4 separate regions of the Mus musculus genome follow, and regions 2, 3 and 4 are each linked to region 1. The links are chromatin contacts, called in public promoter capture Hi-C maps. All regions are on one chromosome and are shown on one strand. The core of a region is the stretch at or near the end of the contact, and the rest is flanking DNA. Distances in the headings are between cores, read along the strand shown.

The links. Promoter capture Hi-C pulls out the DNA fragments that hold promoters and counts their contacts.
Region 2: a contact with region 1 is called in a promoter capture Hi-C map of liver, with 2.6 times the contacts expected there. A contact is called at or near these places in 1 of 39 promoter capture datasets (liver), 1 of 130 datasets of targeted methods (pancreatic cancer cells) and 1 of 9 other capture datasets (liver).
Region 3: a contact with region 1 is called in a promoter capture Hi-C map of liver, with 5 times the contacts expected there. A contact is called at or near these places in 2 of 39 promoter capture datasets (both in liver) and 1 of 9 other capture datasets (liver).
Region 4: a promoter capture Hi-C map of liver shows a contact between it and region 1, with 6 times the contacts expected there. A contact is called at or near these places in 1 of 39 promoter capture datasets (liver) and 1 of 9 other capture datasets (adipose tissue).

The regions. Positions count from the first base shown.
Region 1 is chr19:6,837,809-6,844,425 of GRCm38.p6, forward strand. Rps6ka4 (ribosomal protein S6 kinase, polypeptide 4) reads right to left here and starts at 2,819. Exons shown (of 18, transcript NM_019924.2): 1 at 2,685-2,819; 2 at 2,526-2,597; 3 at 1,652-1,870; 4 at 1,444-1,559; 5 at 247-354; 6 at 1-28. The coding sequence starts at 2,739.
Region 2 is chr19:4,835,004-4,841,765 of GRCm38.p6, forward strand. It overlaps Ccdc87 (coiled-coil domain containing 87), which reads left to right and starts at 4,363. Exons shown (of 1, transcript NM_207268.3): 1 at 4,363-6,762. The coding sequence starts at 4,479. It overlaps Ccs (copper chaperone for superoxide dismutase), which reads right to left and starts at 4,319. Exons shown (of 8, transcript NM_016892.3): 1 at 4,194-4,319; 2 at 3,828-3,900. The coding sequence starts at 4,232.
Region 3 is chr19:4,621,125-4,628,104 of GRCm38.p6, forward strand. It overlaps Rce1 (Ras converting CAAX endopeptidase 1), which reads right to left and starts at 4,521. Exons shown (of 8, transcript NM_023131.2): 1 at 4,309-4,521; 2 at 4,069-4,171; 3 at 3,889-3,972; 4 at 3,561-3,639; 5 at 2,890-3,057; 6 at 2,702-2,773; 7 at 2,377-2,439; 8 at 1,471-2,118. The coding sequence starts at 4,493. The coding sequence ends at 1,883. It overlaps Gm960 (predicted gene 960), which reads right to left. Exons shown (of 15, transcript NM_001033447.3): 14 at 6,045-6,123; 15 at 4,717-5,066. The coding sequence ends at 4,717. Pcx (pyruvate carboxylase) reads left to right here. Exons shown (of 20, transcript NM_008797.3): 20 at 1-628. The coding sequence ends at 164. Mir6986 (microRNA 6986) reads right to left here and starts at 2,831; the gene lies at 2,774-2,831.
Region 4 is chr19:4,496,949-4,503,176 of GRCm38.p6, forward strand. It overlaps 2010003K11Rik (RIKEN cDNA 2010003K11 gene), which reads right to left and starts at 1,635. Exons shown (of 2, transcript NM_027237.2): 1 at 1,296-1,635; 2 at 1-666. The coding sequence starts at 1,571. The coding sequence ends at 568.

The sequences.
Region 1 (6,617 bases), core at 1,569-4,068:
TGCCACAGAAGGAGAAGGTCCGCTCTTTCTGAGAAGCCAAGAGGACCCATTTGTATACCTTATTTGTATACCTTAGCTTCACCCCTACCCCAAGGGCCCTAAAGGCTTAGAGCAGAACTTGCTCAAATTAGAAGATTCTGGGAAAACAGTGGGAACCTTGGTACCCGACCACTCTGCAGCCCCCTCCCAGGGGGCTGACACGGAGGGAGCAGGTCAAAGGCCTGGCTGGGAGCGCCACTCACTCACCTCCTCCGTCAGGAACTCCTTGCTCAGCCCAAAGTCTGTAAGGACGATGTGACCTTCTGAGTCAAGTAAGACGTTCTCCAGCTTCAGGTCCCGGTAGATGATACCCAGCTGTCAGGAGCAGATGGGACGTTGAGTGCCACCCTGAGAGACACACTACACAGCCACAGCCCTGTGGGTCCCTGCGGGTCCCTGTAGGTCCCCACGTAGGATAAAGAGATGCCCTGAAGATCTTTCACCTGCAGGGAGAACTCCAGGGCAGGATAAAGCTGGGCAGAGCTAGTTATTAGATAAGAAAAGCCACTGGATCCAGGCATGTAAACTCATGCCTATCCTCCTAGTGCCCAGGAGGCTAAGGCAGCCAGCTGAGGCTAGCCGAGGTTAGCCAGCAATTACCAGGAGAGCCGGGTTACTGAGCAAGACCCTCAAAACAAAACAACGAACAAAGAGGAAAAGGAAGAGATCAAAGAGAAAAAAATAAGGACCAAGGCTGGGTGGGACTGGTTAGAAGAGCACCTAGCATGGGGCCCTGGGCTGGGTCCCCAGCACCCCATGAAACCAGGAGTGATCAACAAGCCTGAACTCTCAAAGAGACAAGGGCTGCAGGATTCGAAGTTCAAGGTCATCTTGACTACACAGGGATCTGAAGGCCAGCTTGGGCTACATGAGATGGCTACAGGAAGAGTTAAACAGGGGACCATCGAGAGGGCTCAGCAGAGAGAGTGCCGGCAATCTGAGATGGATCTCAGAACCCATGCAAAGGTGGAAGGATATTGTTAATGTCACAGAATCTGACCCACACATGTGCTCTGGCACATATGCACATACACACACCACACATGCACAAAATAAAAGCAAGTAAGAAGGGACTCAAGAAGGGCCACCAAAGGTACCCTGCATTGAGAAGTCCTGTGCACAGGCCCCAAGGCGCCCAGGAGTGTGAACAAAAAGCCCCATTTCAGAGGTCTTGGTAACTGAGGTCTGAGGTCACCACTTAAGGAAGTCCGATGAAGGTTAGCCTAGGTTCCTGTTGGAGGAAAGCCCCTTCCAGAAGGTTCTGGAGCAGAAGACCCTTCCAGGTAGTGCTGTCTCAAGCAGTTCTTTCAAGGTCCCCGCCCAGGCCACCCCTGAAACAGGAAGCCCCTCATTAGGTTCAGGGCAGTCCCAGGAGAGCAGCCAAAAGGCAGGGCCGTCTCTTACCTTGTGCAGGTGTTCCAGGGCCAGCACAATCTCGCCCCCATACACTCGAACCTCAGCCTCCTTGAAGTACTGGCGCTGGTAGAGGTGAGTGAACATCTCACCACCGCTCACGTAGTCTGGGAGTGAGGAGACGTTGAAATGTTTCCCTACAAGGTAGCCTAATCTAACTCCCGTCCCTCTCCAAAGCTGAGATGTGACAGGCCCTCACCCAGGATGAGGTGCAGCTTGGCATCCGTCTGGAAGGCGTAGTGCAGTGTGACCAGGAAGGGTGCTTGGCGAACCAGCTCCAGCACCGAGCGTTCGGTGCGGGTATGCTCCTGTGTCTTCGCGCGCTGCACCAACGCCGCCTTGCGTAGCACCTTCATGGCATAGAGCTTGCCCGCGTCGTGCCCACCCGTCTTCCGCACCAGGAACACCTTCCCATAGGCTGTGGGAGCAGCAAGCAAGCGGTTGGAAGGTGGGCTGTAAGTGCGAGGGCGGTGCAGACTGGTGGGAAGGGGGGTGCAAAAGGCTGACAGAGCCTTCTAAGGAGAAGGTGAGCCCTCCCTGGAGGGTGCTCGGTTAAGCCTGAAAAGCAATTTGCAGTGCAAACTAGCCTGGGGAGCTTGCAACTCCAGAAGGCCTGCGGGGCGGGGAAGGGGCGGGGCACGTGCAAACCTGGGATGATCAAGAGAGCTGAGAAAAGATGAAAACGCTGGCACCGGAGGCAGAGGCGCGCTCCCAGTCAGCGGAGGGATGTGCAAACCCGGACTGGGGAATTTGCAAAATACAAGAGTGGGGCTCGCAAGGGAAGATGGGGAGAGAAGCTGTGCAAAGCTCTTGGGAGGGAGTCAAAACCCCAAAGAGGCTAGGAAATCGCGGCAGGGGGCACGCACGCATAGGACTTTGCAGAGAAGAGTCCTGTCAACGTGGACGCCCGGCAAGTAGGCTCGGAACCCTGGTACGGTAGGGCGGGGCGGGCAAGGGGAGCTATGCCGGGAAAGGGTGGGGGGACCTCCCCAGCAACCAGGCCCAGGCCCAGGTCCAGGCGAGTGGGCGGGCAGAAGGCCCAAAGCACCATGCCAGTGAAAGCGGTTTCTCACCTCCCGTGCCCAGCACCTTGAGCAGCGCGAAGTTCTCCACGCTCACCTTCTCCTCATGCCCGGTGAGGTTGGCTGCGGACACAGGGGGGCGAGTGAGCCCAGAGGGTCGCTGACTCTTGCCACCCGTCCGGGAGAGCCGCCTCGGGATCCGGCACCCACCTTCGGTGATCTGCAGCTCCACGGCGCAGCCCTCGTCCTCATCCTCGTCTCCCATGGCGGGCGGGTCGCTGGGGCCCGCGCGGCTGGGGCTACGGGCGGCGCCGGTTACATGGCGGCTCCGGCCGGGGCGGGTGCTTCCTGGTGCCGCCTCTGGGGCCGAGCGGGCGCCGGCACCGCCTCCCGGCTCCCAGCCCGCCCCGTGCGGCCTGAGTCAGGCGGCTGGAACGTGACGGAGCGGGGCTGCGGGTGGGAAGCATCAGACGGTGGCAGGGTCTCCTGGCCCCGGGACCAGTGAGAGCCGTGCAGGGCCTTTGGGTGACATGTGGCTGCAGCTGGAGTAAGCCTCCTAGCCAGGTGTCTGTCCAGCAGGATATGGAGGACACTAGAGGTCTGTGTCCCAGGATTTGAGGAGGGCTGCCCACCCAGGCTGATGGAGCCCTCCCTCCCACGTGGCAGCCTTGCCTCTTCTGCTCCTCTTAGCCAACAGACACAAATCACAGCCCACTTCCTTCTTTAGGACCACTCGTTACACTCGTTAAGCTCAGCAAATACACTGGAGATCTTTATATTCCCTGGACACAGGAGCCCTAGGCTCTTGATGCTGGGCCGGCAATGGGCATCCTGAGAGTACACTTCAGAAACAGGAAGCCACTTTACATGGGTAAAGTTGCTTTTGCCCCAAAGGAGACCAACTGAGTTGGATGCCTAGTTCCCTCCCACATGGTAAAAAGAAAGAACCGACTTCCACAAGCTGCCCTTAGATCTAAGTGCCTGCACCTACATACAATGCAAACATATGGCATAATATAAAATAAATGTAATTTCAAAAAGAATTAAAGAGGGAGCCTGCAGGGCTGATTGCACAAGGACCCCACTCCACCTTTCCCAGGGAGCCCCACCCTCCCTGGGGCAGCCTCGGGTGCCCTGACTCACATCCTGCCACCCAGCCTAATTGTCCCTGTATTCGTTTGCTTCTTTGTTGCTGTGATAAAACGTTCTGACTTAAAGCAGCTTGGGGAAGGGGCAGTTATTTGGTTTGCAGGCTACAGTCCATAACTGAGGGAAGTCAAGGCAGAAACTCAAGGCTGGAACCTGGAGATCAGAACTGAAGCAGAGACCATGGAGGAGCACTGCTTATGATGAGGAGCACTGCTTATGAGGAGCACTGCTTACTGACTTTCATCCCTTGACTTTTTCAGCTAGCTTTATTACATAACCCAAGCCCATCTAGCTAGGGATGTATCACCCACAGTGACTTAGGCCTTCCTATAATCAATTTGCAATCAAGAAAATGCCTCCACAAATATGCCCATGGGCTAATCTGCTGGAAGCAGTCTCTCAGCTGTGAGGTTCCCTCTACCTAGGTGTCTAGTTTGACAAAAGAACTATGACATTTCACCCCGTCAGCTCGTCTGTGTTAAAGCATAGCCTTTCCTTTCTTATTTGTCCTTAAGGTCTCATGCTAGCATCCCAATATTTTAAGAAGGTAGCATACACCTTTAATCCCAGCACTCAGAAGGCAGAGGTAAGTGGACCTCTGAGTTCGAGGCCAGCCTGGTCTACAGAGTGAGTTCCAGGAGAACCAGGGCTACACAGAGAAACCCTGTCTCAAAAAAAAAACAAAACAAAACAAAAACAAAAAGCAAACAAACAAAAAAACCAATAACTGGATAGTCTTTATTATCTTTTTAAATAAAATCTAGTCTCTTAAATGTGGGCTACTGTAAAGTCTAAAATACTGACATACTTTAAGATTTCTTTATTTTATTTATTTATCTTCTGGCCTCAAATCATTGAAGCTGCTCTGCTCTGCTAGCCTGCCATCCACAGAACACATGGCTTGTCTTGAAGGCTTGAGTCAGTTCCTTTCCACAACTGCTGCTGTCCTTAGCATTTGTCCCACATTCCTGGTATCTCCCAGATCCTGAGGTCTCCACTGCGACTGAGACTGGACCTTCACCACAGACCTCCTGGCCCCCTTCTGGGACTCTGACCTTGCTACATGGTACCAAGCCTCAGCTGTTCTCCATGACCCTTCCAGGCCTTTGAAACCAGTACCATTTGGAAGCCTCTTACACATTGTTTGCCAAGTTTGATTGACAGCTTAAGATGCAGCCTTGGCCCCTACTTGGCCACAGCTTCTGTGTGGTGACCCTGAGAAACATTCTCCACAAGATTTTGCCTCAGTGACACTGGTTTCTTATTAGTAGTAGCTGAGTCAGCCCTAGCTGACAAACATTTGTTGTCTCAGTAAATCAAAGGTTTCACTGATTTTTTTTCCTCCTGTTTTTTTGGGACGGGATTTCTCTGTGTAGCCCCAGCTATCCTGGAATTTGCTCCATCGGCCAGACTAGCCTCAGACTCAGAGATTCACCTGCCTCTGCCTCCTGGGTGCTGGAATCAAAGGTGTGCACCACCACAGCCCAGATCACTTCTACTGATTCTTATTTCAAATATATCATATGGATAACCCTGACAAACTCTGAAACTTCACAAGCCAAGCCACCATTGTCTGCACTGCTCTCACTGTGGTCTCCAAGTTCCCACAACAGTTCCTTAAGCTCTGAGCACTCGACAGCATACAAGCCACATGGTCCATCAACTTCTATATTAGTTTGCTTCTCTGTGACTGTGATTTAAAAAAAAATACTCTGGCAAAAAGTAACTTGTGGGAAAAAAAGTTTTAGCTGGCAAGCCAAGCCAAGCCAAGGCAAGAACATAGAGGTAGGAACTTGTAGCTGTCTTTTGCTACTTTGTGGGGTTTTTCTCCCACTCTTCTCTACCCCTTTTCTCCCACCCTTTCAATTTCCTAACACAGGGTAAGAGAGAAAAAAGGATAGAGGGGAAAGGAAAGAGATCCCTGAAGAAAGCCAAGGTGAGAAAGGAGGGAGACATTATTGTTAGACTTCCTGCTGACTAGGGGTTTCCAGTTCCTTGGTGCAAGTTTAATCTTCACCATCAGGTTATCTAATTTCTTCTTGTTTCTTCTTCGTGCACACGACTTAACAACCCACGTAGCCTCTCAACCCACGTAGCCTCTCAAGGGCCCTAGTGTCTGTTTATATACCCTTTGAGAACTCCAGAATTCCAAAAGTCACATAACACAGTCTCAGGAACTCTCTGCCCCATATCCCACACCTGGGATTAAAACTAAAATACATTCACATAATATTTCTGTGGTTTTCAAAGAAACCAAAATTCCAGAGTTGTCCCAGCAGGAACTGGAGTGGAGACCATGGAGTGGAGACCGTGGAGGGATGCTGCTTGTTCCCTTGCTTCCTCTGCCGTGCTCGGCTGCCTTTCCTTCCTTCCTTCCTTCCTTTCTTTCTTTCTTTCTTTCTTTCTTTCTTTCTTTCTTTCAAGATTTTTATTATTTTTAACTGGTGATCATGGAAGCCAGAGGCATTCCCTAGAGCTGGAGTTACAGAAAGCTGTGAGCTTCCCAATGTGGGCCTTGCAGAAGAGCAGTGAGTGCTCTCAACTATTGAGCCATGCCTCCAGGGTCTCTCCTAGCTTTTTTATACAGCCCAGGATCACCTGCCTAGGGACATAGCATCACAGTGGACTGAGCCATCCTACATCAATCAAGAGAATGCCTCCGTAGACACTCCCGTATGCCAATCAGATGGTGACAATTTCTCTGTTAGCTTTCCTCTTCCCAGGTGTCAAATTGACAACTAAAGCTGTATCAGTTCCCTTTTGTCATCCTGGTGACCCAGCTCAGAGATGTGCCATACCACCTCTTATAGAAACCAGACTGTGAGCTCCCTGAGGAGCTGACCAGGGGTTTCCAGTTCCTTGGTTCCTCCAAAGCGGTTGGGTGGGGGAAGATGAGGAGGTTGGAAAACATGGAGAGAGAAAAGTGCCCTGAGAGGCAGGGTCAGGCCAACTAAGTTCACTGTTCTCATATCCCAGACCCCAGGTCTCATCCGC
Region 2 (6,762 bases), core at 3,113-5,612, 2.0 Mb before region 1:
TGTCAGATCAAAGCGCCAATAAAGTACTATTACCTTTGAAATCCTTGAAGTAACCTCGGTGTGTGTCCTATGAGATAATTCTTACATTCTCATGGAAATATTTTTACATAACGAATGCCAATATTATTCTGAATTATGACTTTTTAAAGAAGATTTATTATTTATTTATTTATTATATGTAAGTACACTGTAGCTGTCTTCAGACACTCCAGAAGGAGGAGTCAGACCTCATTACAGATGGTTGTGAGCCACCATGTGGTTGCTGGGACTTGAACTCGGGACCTTTGGAAGAGCAGTCGGGTGCTCTTACCCACTGAGCCATCTCACCAGTCCCGAATTATGACTTTTAATATATTTTTTTATTTTTTGAATGTGGGTGTTTTGCCTGCACACATGTCTGTGCACCACATATGCCTGGTGCCTGTGGAGATTAGAAGAAAGCATTAGATCCCTTGGAACTGGAGTTACAGACAGTTGAGAGCCAGGATGCTAGAAACGGAACCTGGGTCCTTTAGAAGAGCAGCCACTGCTCATAACTCTTGAGCCGCCTCTCTAGCACCTAGGCTTACTTTATTTTTATTATGTATTTATGTGTATGTTGGAGTGGGTGTGTATGCGAGTGCGGATGCTTGTGGAGTCCGTAAGAAAGCATCAAACCACCCGAAGCTAAAGTTACTGTAACTGTGCCTCCTGACATGGAGCTGGGAACCAAACAGGTCCCCTCAAGACCGGTAGCACTCTGAACCCCTGAACCATCTCTTAGCTACACACCTGTTTTTGAAACATGGTCTCAATTTGTAATTCAAGTTGGCCTTGAATTCACACTCTATCTCAGCCTCTCCAGTGCTAGGATTACAAGCCCAAAACAGCTTTCAGGGCAGGGAAGGGCCATACTGTGGAAGCCAGGTTTGCTTAAACTGTGTTTTGGAATGGTAAGTGAAGAAGATCTGATAGAGTTGGAGCCATTCCACCAAAAAGTAACATATTCCAGGCAAAGTTTTTCCATGGAGCATTCGTGCTGGGGAAACAGTCAGGTGGGACTTTGGTTGAAACAGAGCAATTTTAAGGCCTCCGTAGGCTTCTTAGTCACCAAAAGGAGACTTCAGATAACCATGTTTTCTGGTCTCAGTAAGTGAAATCAACTTGTTTTTTCCTAGCTGAGCAGGAGAGTTTCAGTTTACAGAATACACTGAGAGGGAGAGTTGCCTAAGACTCAGGAAAGCGAGCTTTATTCTCCTTCCAAAGGTCATGGGAGGAGCTTGTCCCTGAAGTCCTTCACATTTGCCCTACAGTAACTGCGCCTTCTGTTTTTTCTCCATGAGCCCTCACTAAAGGCTGGCTTGGCTATACTCCAAGATCCACCTGCCAAACAGACCACCTGCTGCACTACTGGAAGCCCCTCCTCCTTCTGTTTCAGAGTGAGGTGGGCAATTCTAAAGGGGAGAGTCACAGGAACATTCTACTCTGGCCCTCCCACATCCAGAGCACAAAATCAGCTCCTCCTGGGAGATCTTGGGTCTGGGAATCCACGCTATGCCAGGCCAGACCATCAGGACCCATATCTGCTGTGTATGCAAAACACAATCAGGCCTCATCACTTATCCTAGACACCTCACTTCTCCTGAGCCTGCTCCTGAACCCGCTCTATGGACTTCCTGTTTTCTTTCTTTAGTCCAGTGATTCTCAACCTTCCTAATGCTGTGACCCTTTAACACAGTCCCCCATGTTACGGTGATCCCCAACCACTGTTGCTTCTTCATAACATAATTTTGCTACCATTATGAATCGTAATGTAAAATCTGTGTTTTACAATGGTCTTGGGCAAACACCAAAGGGGTCTTGACCCATGTGGGTTAAGAACCGCTGTTTTAATAGCTGTCCACATAGAAGCCAAGGAGATGGTATGTATGTGTGTATGTATGTATGTATTGGTGTGTATATGTGTGGAGTATGCACGCATGTTCTTGAGTGTGTGTATATGTGTGGAGTATGCACGCATGTTCTTGAGTGTGTGTATATGTGTGGAGTATGCACGCATGTTCCCGAGTGTGGTGTCCACCTGTCTTCCTTAATTGCTCTCCACCTGTTATGCTGAGGCAGGTTCTGTCACTTGAACCCAGAGCTCACTGATTTGGTTAGTCTAGCTAGCCAGCTTGCCCTGGGATCCCTGTGTCTATCTTCTGAGGGCTGGGACCACAGGCGGTCTGTCTGCCACGCCAGTCTGGCATAGACACAGGTGCTGGCAATCTGAACTGGACTCTCACACTGATGCAGCTATCACTTCTACTGACTCAGCCATCTTCCTTGCCCCTGGCAAACACATGGTTCACAGACACAGGCACGCAAAACACCCGTACATATTAAATAAAACAGATTTTAAAAATAAACCTAAAAAAAAAAAATCATCCCAAGCCAGGCAGATGGCTTAACGGATGAACTTTTCGGGTTTGGTTCTGCTTTTTGGTTTGTTTGGGTTTTTTGTTTTTTGTTTCTTTTTGTGCTTTTTTAAAAAAATTATTAATTTTATGTATGTGAGTACATACACACCAGAGAGGGCATCAGATCCCACTACAGATGATTGCTGGAAATTGAACTCAGGACCTCTGGAAGAGCAGTTAGTGCTCTTAGTTGCTAAGTCATCTCTCCAGCCCTGGGTGAACTGTTCATGCTACACAAGACAGCTGGAAGCAGAGAACCAGCTCTGGAGTTGTTCTTGACCTCCACATGCACAAGCCCTCCTCCAAGCACATCATGCACACACTCACTAATAATAAATCAAATAATAGTTCCAGGTCAGGTGTGGTGGCGCACGCACGCACGCACAACTTTCATCTCAGCACTCGGGGGTAAAGGTAAGCAGATCTCTGTGAACTGCAGGCCAGCCTGGCCTACATAGTGAGTTCCAGGAAAGCCAGGGCTATGTGGAGAAAGACCTTATCTCAAAATAAAACAAAACAATCAGTCCCCTCAATCGTCCTCCTAAAACCCCACCTTTGCCTGTAAGCTTTTCTCCTCTTTCCTCTTACAATCCCCTGAAATTGAGTGGGCTCTCACTACAGGCTCAAGACTTGTATCAACTAATTCACTCCTCATGACAACACTGAGCTATGAACACTGTTCAAACACTGAAGAAACAGAAACACAGAAAATAAGCACGAAGCTGTACATCTGTGGAACTATACGCACTGGGGTTCCCCACCCCACCCCTGCCAGTGTCCTGGCTTCAGACTCTCATCTCCTTCTTTCCCTTTGCCACCATGGCTTCCCAAGGAAGTGTTCTAGGAGCGCTCCTTTGCCAAAGCTTATACGATCTTTACCTAAGCATAGGGGTAAACATTTTCCCTCAGAAACCCCCAGTGTCTAATCTATACTGGCTGAAAGGTTGAATGAACATTTAACAGAATCCAAAACAGCCAGTTTCTAGCGTCAGGAAAATGACTCTGCCTTTCATATCTTTCCTCTTCTGCCAGGTCACCCACCTGCAGACCTCCTGGCTTAAAGTCCCTGAATTGGGCCAGGGATGTTGTCTGCTTTCTCAGAACTGTTCTATTTCCCAAGCCAGACCTCAAATGCCCGCCCCCCTCCCCCTCTAGAATGCCCTTGGTAGGAAGTGCTCTATACTCTGGCTAGTTCCATGCTGTTCAGCAGCTGGACAGGCAGTTTGTACTAGAAGAAAGCTCTGGCTAGGCAAAGCTTGAGGCCTATACTCTAGGCTCTGCATCTCCCGGACTCTGAGAAACTTCCTTTCATTCTTTCTGCATCTATGCAACCGGAATACGGCTAAACACAAACCCCTGGCTGATCCCAGAAAGATTGTCTACTCTTACCTGCCACCCCTTTCAGGGTCTTGTGCACAGCATCCACACAGCTCTGACAACTCATCTGCACTGCAAACTCCAACTGTAAGGGAAGCAAGGCCAGGGCACATGTCAGACATGATCCTTACTCGCCACCTCATCCCCTATGTCTCTTTGCACACATTGCACTTGACTTCTCTTCAAATTCCTCCTTTATTATCTCATGAACATTCCAGGATCGCGGTCTTTACCACCAACCCCCCTCCCGTGAGGGGCATCTCCGTCCTAACCCCGGAATTTCACCTCCCCAGGAGCCTGTTCTTTCCTGGCTTCCCAAGATATTGATCACCCCAAGGGCTGAAGTTATGCGAGGCTCCACATGAAGCTTTCACTCACCGCACACACAGTCCCACCGTCCCCCGACTTCGAAGCCATCCTAGCTGTTGTCACTGCCTAGGCCGCACCGAACCGGTAGGGTCCAGAGACCAACACAACTCTACTTTGTGGGATGGGCGGAGTCTCGGAGGCCGCCCTTAGCTCCACCTCCTTGGCGCGTGCGCTCCCTAGGCTGAGGCCTCTGAGCTGTCCGGTAGTGCTACCGGCTGCGCAGGCGCATTGATGCAGTTTCCTTAGTAACCATTTGGCGTCCTCTACCCGCTCAGCCGGAACCACCTGGTAAAGATGGAACCACACAGTCAGGAACCTGACCTCAAGCCGATTTACCACCGGTTGCTGAGTCCGCTGTCGCTCTTCCCCAGCAAGGCGAAGCCTCCTCCAGAGCCTCCGAAGCGCCCCTCTCAAGATGCCACGCCCTTGCAATCCATCCCGCTGGCGAAGCTGAAAGTTGGGCCGCTGTGCCGCCAAGTGTCCAAGCGGCTAGCAAGCAGCGGGCGGGCGGCACGAGTAACTGCCAAGGACCGACTTCGTCTCACTGAGGTTATTCTAGAAGAGCTGAAGTGCAACTGGCGGGAACCTCCTATAGAACCCATTCTGGACTACGAAAACAACCAGAAGCTGCGGCAGCGGCTCGAGTCCTACGTGCTGATCAGTAGTGAGCAGCTCTTCGTACGCTACCTGCACCTGCTGGTGACCCTGCCGACCTCTAGAAGGGTCTTCACTGAATCAGCCACCCTCAGCCGGTTGGCAGTAAACCTTGCCAGGGATTGCACAGTTTTCCTCACCAGTCCTGATGTCTATCGCTGTCTGCTGGCTGATTTTCAGACCCTGCTAAATTTAAAGCACGCCCAGGGAGGCATAGTCAAATTGCGTCCTCCTCCCTGTCCCCCTGGGACTTTCAAGCTCTGTCCAATCCCCTGGCCTCACAGCACTGGCTTAGACCACATGCCGTGCTCTAGCCTCAACCTGAACTACCTTGTCCAACTCAGCCGCCCATATGATTTCCCCAGTGAGCCCGAACCTGATCCAGTGGAAGAGTTGAAATCCATCCCCCAGCTGAAGAGTAGACAGCAGCTCCTCTGGGTGCCCTCCATGATAAAGGATAAAGAAATTGAATCGAGACCCTCACCGATGGTACCACTGCCTAGTCATTCTCCCAGCAGTGAGAGTCACCAATTCCCCACCTCACCAGTCCATTCCTGGCTCCAAAGGGGCCAGTCCATGCCTTGTCTTCATGAGGGGTGGAGTCTGGCAGATGAGTTGTGCCTTCTTCCTCCCTCTCCTCATCCCCTCACCCCGCTGATCTTGGCTTCAGAGAGTAAACCACTGCCATTCCGGGACATAGTGGCTGAGGATCTGAAGCAGAAAATGAAGATCATGAGAATGGAGTGGAGTCGATACTCCCTGCTGGACTCTGGCCTGCCTCCCCTCCTCGGGGTCCTTACCCGGCGCCTAACTGCCCAGCACCACCTAGAGAAACTGCAGCAAATGATCAAAAGCCTGCAGGAGGAAGAAGCCTCCGGAAAGTGGGATCTCCAACCCCCGAGAATCATCCCACTACACCCACAGCCAGTCACTGTTGCTTTGAAGGTACATGATCAAGTTATAGTCCAGGTAGCTACTGTGCAACTCTCTGAAAGATACTTTAACGACTCTTTCCACGTTGAGGGGGCTGGAGTCCTATACAACCATCTGACTGGGGAACTGGATGGTAAAGCCATTGAAGAAATGGATGCGGATCGTCTTGTTGGGAACACCACCGGAGAGGTCTACAAGGAGTTGATGAGCCGAGTCTCTGTTAGTCACTTATCTTTTGAGGAAGGAGACCAAATTGAGCCTTCAGCAGATAAAGATTGGTCCTCCTACTTGGCCTCATCTTTTCTACACCAAGATAAACATATGCCAATCATCAACCGTAATCTGGTTGGATTTTACTCCAGAAGAACAAGCACTCCGAAGCCAGTCCCTGAGAAGGTGCCCTCTCTCACATTACTCCCAAGGCACAAAAGCTGGGACAAGCGACCAAACAGACACGGTGTATGGATGAATTGGCTGAAACCCTCGGTGTCTTCAGAGGACTACTTCAAGTACCTCTCCTTTCAGGAGTCGGATTTCCTCCACGTCATCTTCCAAATGTATGAAAAAGAGGCTCCTGTGGAGGTACCAGTCCCTGTCCAAGAGTACCTAGATATTCAGCAACCCCCTCCCCTGCTGCAAGATGAAGAGCTAGAGTTCATGCAAGGAAAATGGGATTGGAGCTCAGTGATAGAGGATGGCTCAGGACCTGGGAGAGCCTACATTCATAACTTGCAGCAGCGTCTCAAACGACTGTGGGTCATGTTGGAAGTCCCTGAACAGAATCGGCTAGACATGGTTATTAAATACAGCTCCAATGCACGCCTGCAACAGCTACCAGCATTGATCAAGGCTTGGGAGCAGGTCCTGAAGCCCATTCAAAAGAGGGAGTCGTTGCTAGGAAGACTGGAGTGGTTTGAGCAACAAGCCTCTGATCCCAATCGTTTCTTCCAAAAGCCTGATTTGTTGATGAATCGGTTACTGGAGGAGAATC
Region 3 (6,980 bases), core at 3,271-5,770, 2.2 Mb before region 1:
TGGCAGCAGGGGACAAGGTGGCTAAGGGCCAGCCCCTCTGTGTGCTCAGCGCCATGAAGATGGAGACTGTGGTGACTTCGCCCATGGAGGGCACTATCCGAAAGGTTCATGTTACCAAGGACATGACTCTGGAAGGCGACGACCTCATCCTAGAGATTGAGTGATCTTACTCCAGCCTGGCAGCCTGGCCGACCCTACCCCAAGCCTCTCAACAGAAGCTGTGCAGCCAGGGCAGGCCCAGGCCAGCCAGTACCTGAGAGTAGGAAGGCCAGGCCCTTGAGGTCCTGTCCCATGGGACAGCACACACACTACCTGCAATGGCCTGCCCATTCCCTTCAGCTATTTGTCCTTTTCTTACTGGCAGGTAGTTGCTCACATATTCATCTCTTGCCAAATAAGGGCCTGCTCCTCGTGGGAGACCACAGGTGTACAGTCGGTGGCCTTGTACCTGGGGGAGGTGGCTTAGGGCTTCTACCTCTGGGGGTAGAGGGAAGACCTAATTCACAGGTCCTGGGAAATTTGCTCAATAAAAGTGGCCTTCCCTTGCCCTCCACACTAGGTCATGTACAGTCTACCGCACCCTAGTGACAGTGTGGGTGTATTTCTCTCAAACTCCCATGGGATCTAGGCCAGATCTGCTGCTTTTTTTTTCTTTTTCTTTAAACTTCCTAGACCTTGGTAAAGTAGGCCCCGCAAGCCTGTCTGTCTAGTGTTCACGGGGTGCTTGGTAGAGCAGGCCACTGCCTACCACCCCTCACCTCCCTACCACCCCTCACCTCCCAACCACCAGCCTCACAGGCTAGAGGAGACAAGAGCTCCTTAGGGAGGCAGGCGCATGACTGTGAGTGCCACTAGTAAATGACTACATGTCCATTTTCCATCACCAGTTTCAGGGAGTGGGTTTCAGAACAACCTTAAATGTAGGGGACTTAAAAGGATATTCACAAATTTTTAAAAAGGCAAAGGAAAACAAACCATTCTTGAAGTGTGGTGGGCAGGTAAGAGTGGAGGTGCTTGGGAGAGTCCTTACCACTTTCAGGGCTGTGACCTTTGTCCTGGATTCCTCCAGGGACTGGGTGAAGCAGAGGGGTAGCAGTCCACATAGACCCAAAAGCCTGAGACACAAGTTTCCTCTTGGGCCTGGAACCCACATCCTTGTGTAGAATGAGGCTCTGGAACCACCCTCCTCCAGCTCACAGGACACAGGCTGGAAGCTCCATTGCTGGGGCCAAAGCTATGGGTCATCCTTGACCTTGGTAACAGAGGTGCAGGCCCCACGATGATCAGTTTCCATTTGGGCCCTGCTAACTCAACCGCCAAAGCTCAGGAAAGTAAGCCACAGCCTTAGCAACTGAGGCGCCTTCCTATCCTCTACGGTTGGGACCTGCCTGCCAGGCTTACCTGCCCAGGTAGCCGGGACAGTATACATAGTCCCAAATACACAGAGTCCCAAGGTTCCAAGACCATGTTACCCAAGTTAAATCTCTTTAATATCCCAATACAAAGTCTTGATGCAAAAAGACAATGAGAAAACCCTGGGAAGTTGAGAGGAGGGGTTTTATAAATAAACCCACCGAGCAGCTTTTCAAGGGGAAAGGGGGGACGCAAAGGAGCCAAGGAAGCGTCAGTCCACAGCTCCTAGGATTTGCCCTTGTCCCCTCACCTCCAGTTGCTGCTCATCCCCCCTTCGAGAGGGGCTGCACCCTTTGGATATCTGCTCCTTTCTCTTGGTCCCTGGGATTCAACTAGCTCTGGCTTCAATCCCCTACAAAAATTCCTGAGATCTCGGGGACCCCAGCCAGTCCCTCCCTTGCAGTATTCCTTGGTAAGGAGGAGCTGGAGAGCCCGTCAGAGTTCACTGGAGTGCACAAAAGAGTGATCGTCAGGAGCACAGTAGGGTCTCTGAGGCCCCTGTTCTTTCCAAAAGCATACAAAGAGGAAGGCTGCCATAGAGCTTGGGGTCTGTCAGGGGTTGAAGCAGAAGCAGGAAAAGTCCCACACCGAGGGCATAGCCTGCCAGCAGTGGCCACTTCTGTGGATGCTCCAGGGCTGCACACACTGCAGGGAAGCCCATGTAGTTGCAGAAAGAGTGGCAGAGAACCGGCCCTATCAGGTGTCCTGGAGAGAGAGGGCACAACATGTGAAGCAGCGCCCCCCCCCACTGGCCCTTCTAGTTAGTGACCCCCCCCACCCCACATACTCATCTGCCCCCATATTATAACCTCTGCTTCCACCTCTCAGATCTTAAGAAGCTGAGGGCCCTGGCTTAGACTGTCTCTAGGAATGTGGTAAAAGAAACAGTTGCATCCACAGTGTCCCCCTTCTCCCACCCACATCTGTGGGCCCCTGGAGACCCATGAAAGGCCGAGGACCAACCTGTGCGGATGAAGAGGAAAGCTGTATAAGCACCGAAGACAGCGGTGTAGGAGAACTGGAACGCTGGAGATGGAGGCTGCGAGTGACCACAACTGCATGCCCACCCTACCCCAGCCGTGCACATCCCACAGCCAGAGCCCACCCAGTCCCCTTGGCAGTGGCTGCCTGCCCAGTATCTGTGGCTGTTCTCTGTACCCCACCTTCCATAATTAGTGGGCCCCGTCCAATACTTATAGCTCAGTCTCCAACCCTTTCCGCAGAGTGTCTATGAGGGACATCAGAGCACCCCACCCCTTGACTGCCTCTGCAGCTCTCCAGGCCTCACCTGCAGACACGAAGATACTTCCCACACTGCTCTGGCGGAAGCGCAGCTGCTCAATAATGTGGTGAAAATGGGCTGGGAGGAAGGTGAAAACCACATATGCCTCTGGCTTTCTACCTAGCTCCCCTCACCCAAAGCCCCATTTTTAGCCCTCATGCTGGGAACGTCATTGCTGGACGGGCGAGACTCACCGACTCCAAAAAAGAGTGGGCAGGTGAACACAGCAGGGCCCAGACCCGTGCACGGCGCTAGCATGGGCAGCATGCAAGCCCGGAACACCAGCTCCTCTGTCAGCGGTGCAATAACTTGGTTTCGTAGCCAGCGCATGTCTGTGAGGCAGCGGGCCCAAGAACGAGGGGCTAGAGTGAATATTCAGGATAAGCAGTGAGTGCCTGGTTACTAGAGACATCTGGGCCCTCTCCCACAGATTTACTCGAGCCAAACTCAGTTTAGGAGATCCTGGGAATCAGAATGGGGAAGGGAACAAGCCTTATCAGACCAAATTACAACGGCTTGAGATGGCTGGCAGCAGGAAGGGAAGGCAGCAGTAGATGAGGGAGTCACAGAAAATTCCAGAGGCACCCAAATTTTACCAAGGCCAATCTTTGGGGAAGCCAAATGATGAGAGAGCAGGGGAAGATGCTGTCTGGCCCATATCAAGTGCTGTTTGTGGTCCAGACAGGCCTCCTTGAGTATCACACTTACAGGGTACTCAGCAATGTAATCCATTTTACTGATGTGGAAACACACGCTGAGAGGTGACATCTCACCTCTTCAGTCCAGATCACACCATCTCACTGACTCCTTTCCCCAGTGTTCTGGACTGCCTGTGCCTACCTTTTCCTCAGTCTTGAAGACTCACCCAGGACAACCTTCAGCCCATCTGTCAGGTCACAAGGGCAATCCATAGAGAGCTGCATCAGTGGACCCAGGAAAAGGATCTGGGGGGGGGGGGCAAACATAAAATGAAAGCCTTTTACCACAATCCAATGACCTTGCCCACACCTATGCCCTTGGTCAGCCTCACCAGACCTCAGGTTTCCTGAGTTCTAGGGTTTCCCAGCCATGTACACCAGAAGCTTAGGGGGCCACATCATAATTCCTGTCTTCCATCTGCCAAAAGCTGTACCCAAGCAGGGCACGTCATTACACTAGTGACAACAGAGTTGGAAAAATAAAGCAGGACTCACCATAGTTAGCAGCAGGGGCAGCAGCGCTGCTGGGAAAATGCCCTCCAGCCTGAAGCCCATCAAGGTAAGCAGTGATGTGCCTGGCTGAGCCACAGGAAAGGGGGCGTTAGTGATGTTCCCTCCCACAAAATTCTAGATTCTTCCCCTAGCTGCCCTGTGCCCCACCCACCTCCTTCGCACCTGGATGCCAGTGAGTTCCCTCCAGAGCAGCACGCAAAGAGGGGACAAGCTGGACACTACCAGGACACTGGTGGAACGCCGCTTGATAACAGCGGGGTGGTCCCTAGGAAAAGGGACAGTAAGTTCCGGGGGGCCTGCAGCAACCACGCCAACGCGGCCCCACCCCCGTCCGGCCCAAGCTCCGCCCGCAGCCCCGCCCCACGAGGGCGCAGATCCCGGCCGCGCGCGCATCCCCCGCACCTGGGCAGCTCGCTCTTCCACACGTAGAGGCTGCCCACGTAGGAGCAGGCGAGGCTGAAGCAGGAGAACACAGACACCCAGCAGCACAGCCCCGAGCCCGGGCCGCTCAGCGCGGCTGACTCGGGCTGCCGCTCTGGCCGCGATACCGACAGTAAACGCAGCCCGTCCCCGCCCAGCGCCGCCATCACGCCCGGACCCGTGGCGCGCGGCAGTGACGCGACGGCGTAGGTGACGTCAGGCGGCGGCGCGAGTTGTCGGGTCCCCCGGGCGCCCCTCCCCTTGCACGATAGTTGATACTTTGTGCTTGGAACGGCTTTATTGAAATACAGAAGTTGTGACACACGTGTCCCGGGCTTCCTTGGCTTGCTGGGCGTCTCAGAGAGAATGCTTAGGACCTGTGTCCCGGATTCAGCCACTCGGACAGATTGGATACCTCCTGTAGCCACAAGTCCTGCGGGAGCAGAGGAGGCGGTGGTGAGGACCCGGCGGTGGTAGCTCAGGCCCGCACCCGCCCTGCTCTCGCTGCGGTACCTCCAGGCCGCCCGCAGGGCTAGCTGCCTCTGCCGCCTGGGCCCTGCCGTGGGCCGCTTGGGTCTGCGATCCTCTAGCAGTGAGGGAGACCTCGGTGAGCTCGCGGTCGCGCGTGGCGGATTTTGGCGGGCTCCGGTCTCTTGCTGAGCCCAGAACTCGCGATTCTTCCCTGCCATGGTTGGGGCTGCCCCTCTTGGGCCTCTTGTTTTCTGCTTGCCCGATGGATTCTAGGAGAGAACAAGCCCATTTCATCTTACTCCCGAAGATTTGTGCCAATGCTACAGAGATTGTTGGGGCAGGGGTATCGTTCTAAATTAACTCTCCCGCTCCACCTTTCCGGATGAAAACATTTCAGTACCTGACCTCCCATGATAGGCGACATCTAACTTTCCGCCCAAACTAGGTGATATGCATTTCAAGTTCCTCTCTGAACCTAAGCTTTGCTTCGGGCAATAAGCAACTCAATCTCTCTCTGGTATTGTTCTAGGCAGTTACTACAGAGGCAGCTTTTTGTTGTTGATGTTCAGACAGACTCTCTTGAAACCCAGGCTAGCCTTAAAGTGATCATCTTGCTTCTAACACCCAAGTGCTGGAATTAGACACTCGTGAACATGCTTTAGCTCAGCGGTTCTCAACCTGCGGGTCGCACATCAGATACTTACACTGTGGTGCATAACAGTGGCAAAATGACAGTTAATTAGTAACACTGAAGATAACTGTATGGTTGGGGATCACCACAGCACGAGGCACTGTATTAAAAGGTGGCAGCGTCAGGAAGGTTGGGAACCACCATCACTAATCCGTAGTAGATCCAGTTTTGGAAGAACAAACACAGAGGAGGATCAAACTCGGTATTGACAAGCAAACCAACTCTGACACTGAGCTACATCCCCAGCCTCGCAGGTGCAGATTTACAGAGTCTTGCCTTGGCTGATTCCTCCTGAGTCAATGAATGCACGTTTCTCTGGAAAGGCTAATGTGCACATACTAAGTACAACGCACAAGTCCTATTGAGTAGCTTTAAAGTAGGAATGCATGCGGTTGCTACTCCAAGTCCCTCAATCACTGTGGAAGGCGGCCAAATCCCAGGTGGCAGCAGCATGGCTAAAGTGGAATGGGATCGTTGGATAGCTGGACCACTCCACACCATGAATTTTATTTCTCTGGTTTCAGTCCAGGGCTTACCCCCAAAGCTAGAAACTTACCTTCAGGGAATTCCTGGGCAATATTCTTGTGCTGGTCTTTGGTGTTCTGGGCTGAAATGTTTTTCTCTGGAGTCAGGTGCTTTAACAATTAGAAAGACCAAGTGAATTCTGCAGAAGTCTGAATGAACCTTAGTGAGACGTGTGGTTTGGTTTATATGGATGTTTTCACCCTCATCCTCCTAACTCAACAGTCTCTACTTGGCCTCCAGCTTTCAAAGCATCCCCCTTCTGTGGACCCTTGTACAACTCACACTGTAGCCATTCCCAGCATATCCCTGAACCTCAGGCTCTGAAGATGGCACTATTCATCATTTTTATGTGTTTATGCCCATCTTTCTACTCCAGGTTTACCATGTGTATTTGTAACTATGTGAATTATGTGTCTACAGGAGAGGTGGTCAGGTCCCCTGTAATTGGAGTTACACTTTGACAAGCTGCCTGATGTGAATACTGGGAACCAAACCAAACCAATAGCAGCATGGTCCCTCTTCCACACAGCCATTTCTCCAGTCCCTTTTTATTTAGTCTTGGCTGTCTGGAACTCAGTATATGGTGGAGAACAAGCTGGGCTTGAACTTGCAGAGATCCTCCTACCTTTGCCTCACAAGTGCTAGAATTAAAGGCATACACCACAATCCCTGGCCCTGTCTTTTTTTAAATTAAATTCTTTGAGACAGGGTCTCTTATATCCCAGAGCTGACCTTTAATGTCTGACCATCTGTCCCTCTATATACATGTACACTTAGTTAAAAATACATCTTTTAAAAAGTTGAAAAAAATGAGTGTTTGCATGAAAGCTGCAGGAGCACACTTCATAAAATGGCATAGTAGCACATATGTAATCCCAGCACTCAGGAGAGGGAGGCAGAAAGAGCAGGAGTTCAAGATAACCCTCAGCTACATAGGAAGATAAAAGCCATTCTCAGATACACAGTG
Region 4 (6,228 bases), core at 385-2,884, 2.3 Mb before region 1:
CAGCCATATGCATGTTTGGGCTTCTCAGGCATATAGCAACCCCCCCAGGACAGTCCAGACATGGTCCTAGCCTGTGAAGGCTCACAGTCTATGAGGGAGGCCCAAGCCTTGGCCAGTCACTGGCAGCTGCCCAGAAAGCCATGTGGAGCTTGGCCCTGGGAGCAGGTGATATTCAGGAAGTTCTCAGCCTTTCTTTGGCTTCACTGAACTCTGACCTGGAAGTGGGTGGCTGGTCTTTGTGGGGCCAAGGGGTCACAGTTGCTACTCTCATTTCTGTGTAGGTCCCTAAGACCTTCATAAATGCCAGTCCAGGGAGTCTTTAAACCCAAAAGGTAGAGAGCCAGGTATTTCCTCTTCAGGCCTATGGAGATCTTTGCTAAGAGATAGGTGCCAGAACCAAGAAGAGCAGCCACATGGGGGCTTTGAATGATCTGGTGGCAGAGGCCTCCTTGGGTCACAAGACAAAGTTCAAAAGCTGGAGCAGTTCAGAGTCCAGAAAAGCCATGCAGGGGCAGATGAAAAGACACAGGAGCAGAGCCGGTGGAGTGAGGGACAGTCACAGCAGCTTTAGTTGTTGGTGTCCAACAAGGTCTCTGGGGAGGCTGGTTGACTCAGGGTCACACTGGGGAAGCTGGCGACAAAACTCCTCCACCTTCTTTTCACATGCTGGAAGACCAAAGTAGGAGAAACATCATAGCAGTGGCTTCAAGTGGTGTTCCACTCACAGCCACCAGGTGGGGGTAGAGCCATGAAAGAGAAGCTAAACTCCTGGGGGGAGGGGAGACCCTTCCCCCTGGGACGAAGGGCCAGGAGGGGTGGGGCAAATCTACTCTTCATCCTGTGTGAGAGGTACAGACGGTAATTTGCCAGAAGTTGCATTGGCCAATCTGCCTGCCTCCTGCTCTAGTCACCCTTGCAACATAGTATTACATTAATCATCTTAATACAGCTCTCAGAGCCTTGTGTGGTAATATATGCCTGCACTCCCAGCACTCAGAACACTGAGTAGGATCAAGAGTTCCAGGCCACTCTGGGCTACTTATCGAGACCCCATCTCAAAACAGAAACAGCTCTGACCATATTCCACCCAGACCCCATTTGCCCACCCTCCTCCAACCTTCAGTGAATCCCCAGTGCCCACAGGGGTGAGGGGAATCACAACTGCTTTTAGTCAAATGCATTCAATTCCTGGGTATTTTGCTTGGCTTTCCTCAGGTCAGCTGTGCTCTTAACCCTTTGCTGCCCGGAGTCCCCACCCTTCCCCATGAAAGTGATAATTCAGTTTGAAGCCACACCTGCTGGTACTGTCTCAGCCACCGCCGGCTGCCTCCTCCTCTCTGGCCTTGGATCAGCTGTTCTTTGTCTCCCAGGGTCCCTGGCAGCCGCTCCTGGACAGAGACCTCCAGCCCTTCCGTGCCATCGGGGACCTGCGACCTGGACTTCTCACGGCCCAGTCTGAGGCTCAGTGCTCTGTGGAGTCGGCCATCCAGAGACCTCCCCTGGGACTCATGGAGCCTCCCATAGGAGGGCCGGGGTTCTCTAAAGGACTGGCTACGCAGGCTGGTCCCCATGATCCTAGAAGCTAGCACTGGTCGGTAAGCCACTAGCTTTGTGAGATGGCCTGGTGCCTTCACTCATATGATGGGAGATCACCTGTAGACAAAGGTCAGTGCTGCTGAGGTGGCTGTCATAAACCAAAGGGCAGGCCACAGAGGCCAAATATCTCTGAGTCATTCTCTCCATTGACTTCTCACCCTGTGGGACTATACAGCGCAGGCTGGCTTCCAGCTCGGGATCCTTCTGAATGCTAGGCTGGTTCCTATTGTCTTCCCTCCTCCCTCCAGACAGCCTTCTCTGACCACACCACCCTGGAGACCTTGCCGGCCTCCTCTGGCCTTGGCCTTGGCTGGCCGTACCACTCATCTCATTGACATTAAGCAAAGATTACTTCTACAACAGGACAGAGAACAGAATAGCTTCATTCTACAACAGTCAAAACCGTAACTACCAGGGTGAAATCGGGTAAGGCAGGGGCTGGACAGTGGACGGTACTTGTTTTCATGGCTCCAGACCTTCAGTTTTACAAGGTGAAAAGTGCTCTGGAGGTCAGCGGCACACATCCAAAATCGTGACCTGCAGGGGCTGGGGGGACGGCTCACTCATAAAGTGCTTGCTGCACAGGATCTGGGTTGGGTTCCCTGGTACCCCTGTGGAAAGGTGGATATGCATCTGTCATCCCAGACCTGGGAGAGACAGGAAACTCTCTGGGACTTGCAGTCCCTGTCTGAGCTGCATTGGTGAACTCCTGACCCAGTGGGACACACTGTCTCAAAAACTAAGGGGAAGGAGTGGTCGAGTGGGTACAGGCACTTGCTGACAAGCCTGACAACCTGAGTTTGATCCTTGGGATTCACCTGGTGGAGAGAACTGGCTGCCACAGGCTTTCCTCTCTCCACCACACATGCGCTGTGGCTCTCAAGAACACACAATACACACACACACACACACACACACACACACACACACACACAAATAAATGTAATTTGAAAATGTAAAAAGGTGAGGCCAGGCAAGGTGGCTCATTCAGTGCTCATGCCAGGGGAATTTCTGTGAGTTTCGGCCAGCCTGGTCTACACAGCTAGTTCCTCTCTCAAAAACTAAGAGGAAAAAAATTAAAGGTAGAGAATGACAGAGGAAGACACTTAGTGTCAACTTCTAGATTACACACATGTGTGCGAGTGTACACACACACACATAATCCCTTCACACACCATACAGAGACACAAAGAAAAAAATGACCTATAGTAAATATTATCTCAGTGCCAGACTTTTGTCTTAGACAGGGTCTTATGTTGCCCAGATGGGCCTCGCTATGTGGCAGAGGATGATCTCGAATTCCTGATCTCTGCCCTCCTCCACCTCCTGAATTCTTGGATTACAAGTATGGGTCACCATGCCTTGTGTAGACAGTGCTGGGGATGGAACACTGATGCTTGTGCACGCTAGGCAAGCACTGTGCCAACTCTGCTACATCCTCAGCCTGGCAGGTTCTGTGTGTGAGAGTGTGTGTGTGTGTGTGTGTGTGTGTGTGTGTGTGAGAGAGAGAGAGAGAGAGAGAGAGAGAGAGAGAGAGAGAGAGAGAGAGAGAGAGAGAGAGAGAAAACAGGACAGTGCCAGGGTCAGGAGAACTAAATTTCTCCAGCCTTAGCTTTGCCCTCAATATTCTAGCAAAGCACATGGTTAAAAGCTCAGGCTCCAGGGACCACTGTCTTCTAGGTAGACTGCAGTTTCATTGCTTAAAGCTCTGTGACCTTGGGTTGCATCCTTCTTCTCTCTTTGGTTCCCTCAGTGTAAGAGTGACAAAGAACTCAAGCTAGAGCCAGGCAGGCCACCACCAAACACCTTGAGCTCCAGCACTCGAGGCAAGGGCAAGAAGATCTCTGTGGGTTTGAGGTCAGTTGGGTCTACAAGTCCAGGATAGGGTTGTTACACACAAAAAACCCTATCTCAAAAAAACAAAACAAACAAGCAAAACAACAACAACAAGAACAACAACAACAAAAAGAACTCAGGTCATTGTGTGAATTAACTGGGGTGCAGAGGGTCTTGGACACATATTCAAAGCAAGTTGATGACATTCATTCTTGTGCCCAGGCTGGCCTTGAACTTCTAAAGTCAAATGATTTTCTTGCTTCTGAGTTCACTTGCGTCACCATCGCCTCTTACAGATCAGGCAGCAGCTTACAGAGATTAGCATCTGGCTAGAAATAGTTGGTCAGTAGCACCGGGTCAGCCTGCCTTTGAAGGCCTTGAGATAGAATGGGACACCCTGGGCTGCCCCTGGCTGCAGCACTGTGGGGAGAGAAGCCCTGCATGTGCTTCTTGGCTCACTCCCATCTTCTCTCCCTGGGCCTGACCTCATATTCTTTCCTCCCTCTCAGCTTTGGAGTTTTCCCTCCGCGATGTTTCTCTTAATATCCGCGATGTTTCTCTTAATATCTGCTAGTCTCAGCAGGCACCCAGAGAAACTTTGATGGAGCCCTGGAGCTGCTGAGATAGCTTAGTGGGTGTTTTAGTCAGTGTTCTATTGCTGTGAAGAGACAACATGACCAACTCTCTCCATGTGGCCTTGGCTGGCCTGGAAGTCAATACATAGACCAGCCTGGCCTCAGCCTTAGAGAGACTCCTTCCTCCATCTCCTGAGTGCTCCACCTCCTGAGTGAGTGCTCCACCTCCTGAGTGCTGGCATTACAGGCCTACACCACAAGGCCTGCTTTCTGAGGAGCTGGAGAATGGTCCTCAGCATCATGTGTGCTCGGCAAGCATCTTACCAACTGGGCTGTGGACCCAACTCCTGTCTTGTTTGTTTGTTTGTTTGTTTCTTTTCCAGTCAGGGTTTCTCTGTGTAGCCCTGGCTGTCCTGGAACTCACTCTGTAGACCAGGCTGGCCTCGAACTCAGAAATCTGCCTGCCTCTGCCTCCCAAGTGCTGGGATTAAAGGCGTGTGCCACCACTGCCTGGCCTCCAACTCCTGTCTTAACACCATCTCTTCTACTCACTGGAGACAGAAGAAAATACAAGCAGCTACCCTGTCTTCCCCACTGCCTGCACGAGCTTTGCCTGGCCAGTCCTGACCCTTTACACTCTTTACAGTACAGGTTTACCTTATGTACGTATTTCTGCTGGCACGTGTGTATGTGTGCCACATGTGTGCCTGGTGCCTGGCTGAGGCAGAAGAGGGAGTCAGTTCTTTGGAACTAGAGTTAGAGATGATTGTGTGCTACCATTTGGGTGCTGGGAAATAAAACAGGGTCCTCTGCAAGAGCAGCAGCTGCTCTGAAAGGCAGAACTATCTTGCACCGACTGCTCTCCCAGAGGTCCTGAGTTCAATTCCCAGCATCCACATGGTGGCTCACAACCTTCTATAATGGGATCCGATGCCCTCTTCTGGTGTGTCTGAAGATAGGGATAAGTGTATTCACATACATAAAATTAATAATAAATCTTTAAAAAAAAAAGGAGAGCCATCTCTCCAGCTCCTCGTCTTCCCATGTCTAGACCTGAGCCATACATCCCACAAATCTGCTTGACCCCACGGTGCTGGGTGAGGTAGACTGTTCAGCCAGCAGACCAACAGTGCACACATCCAACTTAACCCTCCAGACCAAGCATCCCTGAAGGCTAAGAAATGGTCATTTTATCTTTGTGTCTGTAGGACCAGACATAGTGTTAAATACTGAAGGCTGTTAAGTTACCTGTTGCTACATGACAAATCACCCAAGGAAGGAATGCAGATGTCAGATGAGACATTGTAACATCCTGCTTCCTCCTCCTTTTTTTTTTTTTTTTTTTTAAGACAGAGTTTCACAGCTTTGTTTGGCCAGGAACTCACTATGTAGACCAGGTTGGTCTTAGACTCACAAAGGTCTCTCCAGTGTTGGGACTAAGTTCCTGTGCCACCATACTCTGTCCTCATTTGGTTTTTCAAGCAGTTTTTACTGGTTCTGGAGCTAATCCCTCTATGGATAGCATCTAAACCTCCAGAGAGCTTAAATGAAATTTAGTGGCTTAAAACAACATTAGCGGCTTAAGACAGCACACCGTCATTATCTCTTTGTTCCTGTGTGTGTGTATGGGGGGGACGGTTGTTGGGGGTTGGGAGTGTCTTAGCCTGGTACAGGCTTCTCAAGGGCTCCCAAGGACACTCTACAGTGTCTTCCCCCTCCCCCAGGTGCCCAGGTCGTAGATGCGTTGTCAAGTGTCAAGCTCAGTCATTCATTCGTGGAACTGTTTACAGAATTCTGCTCTTCATAGATTATTATTAGGCCAAGGGCCTCAGTTTCTTGTTGGCTGTTGCCACTTGATCCTCTTCAGAGAGCCACTCAGGAGACAGCAGCTTGCTTCAATCAGAGTAAGCAAGTGTGAGGGTTGGAGAGCAGGAGCAAGACAGAAGCCAGGCTCTGGGCTGTGACATCAGAGGTGACATTCATCACTCTCAGCTATCTTCTGTTTCTTAGAAGGATGTTGCAAGGCCCAGTCTGCTCTCAGGGGAGATGGGGGCCGGGGAGCTGAACATGGAGGCTATGCTGTTTAATTATTTTTAAATTTTTATTACATTTTTAAATATATATGCAACATATTGAGCATATCCTTTCCCATCCCTTACCTCCTCCCAACTCACTCAACTTCATGTTCTTTCTTCAAAAAGAATAACAACAACAAAAGACA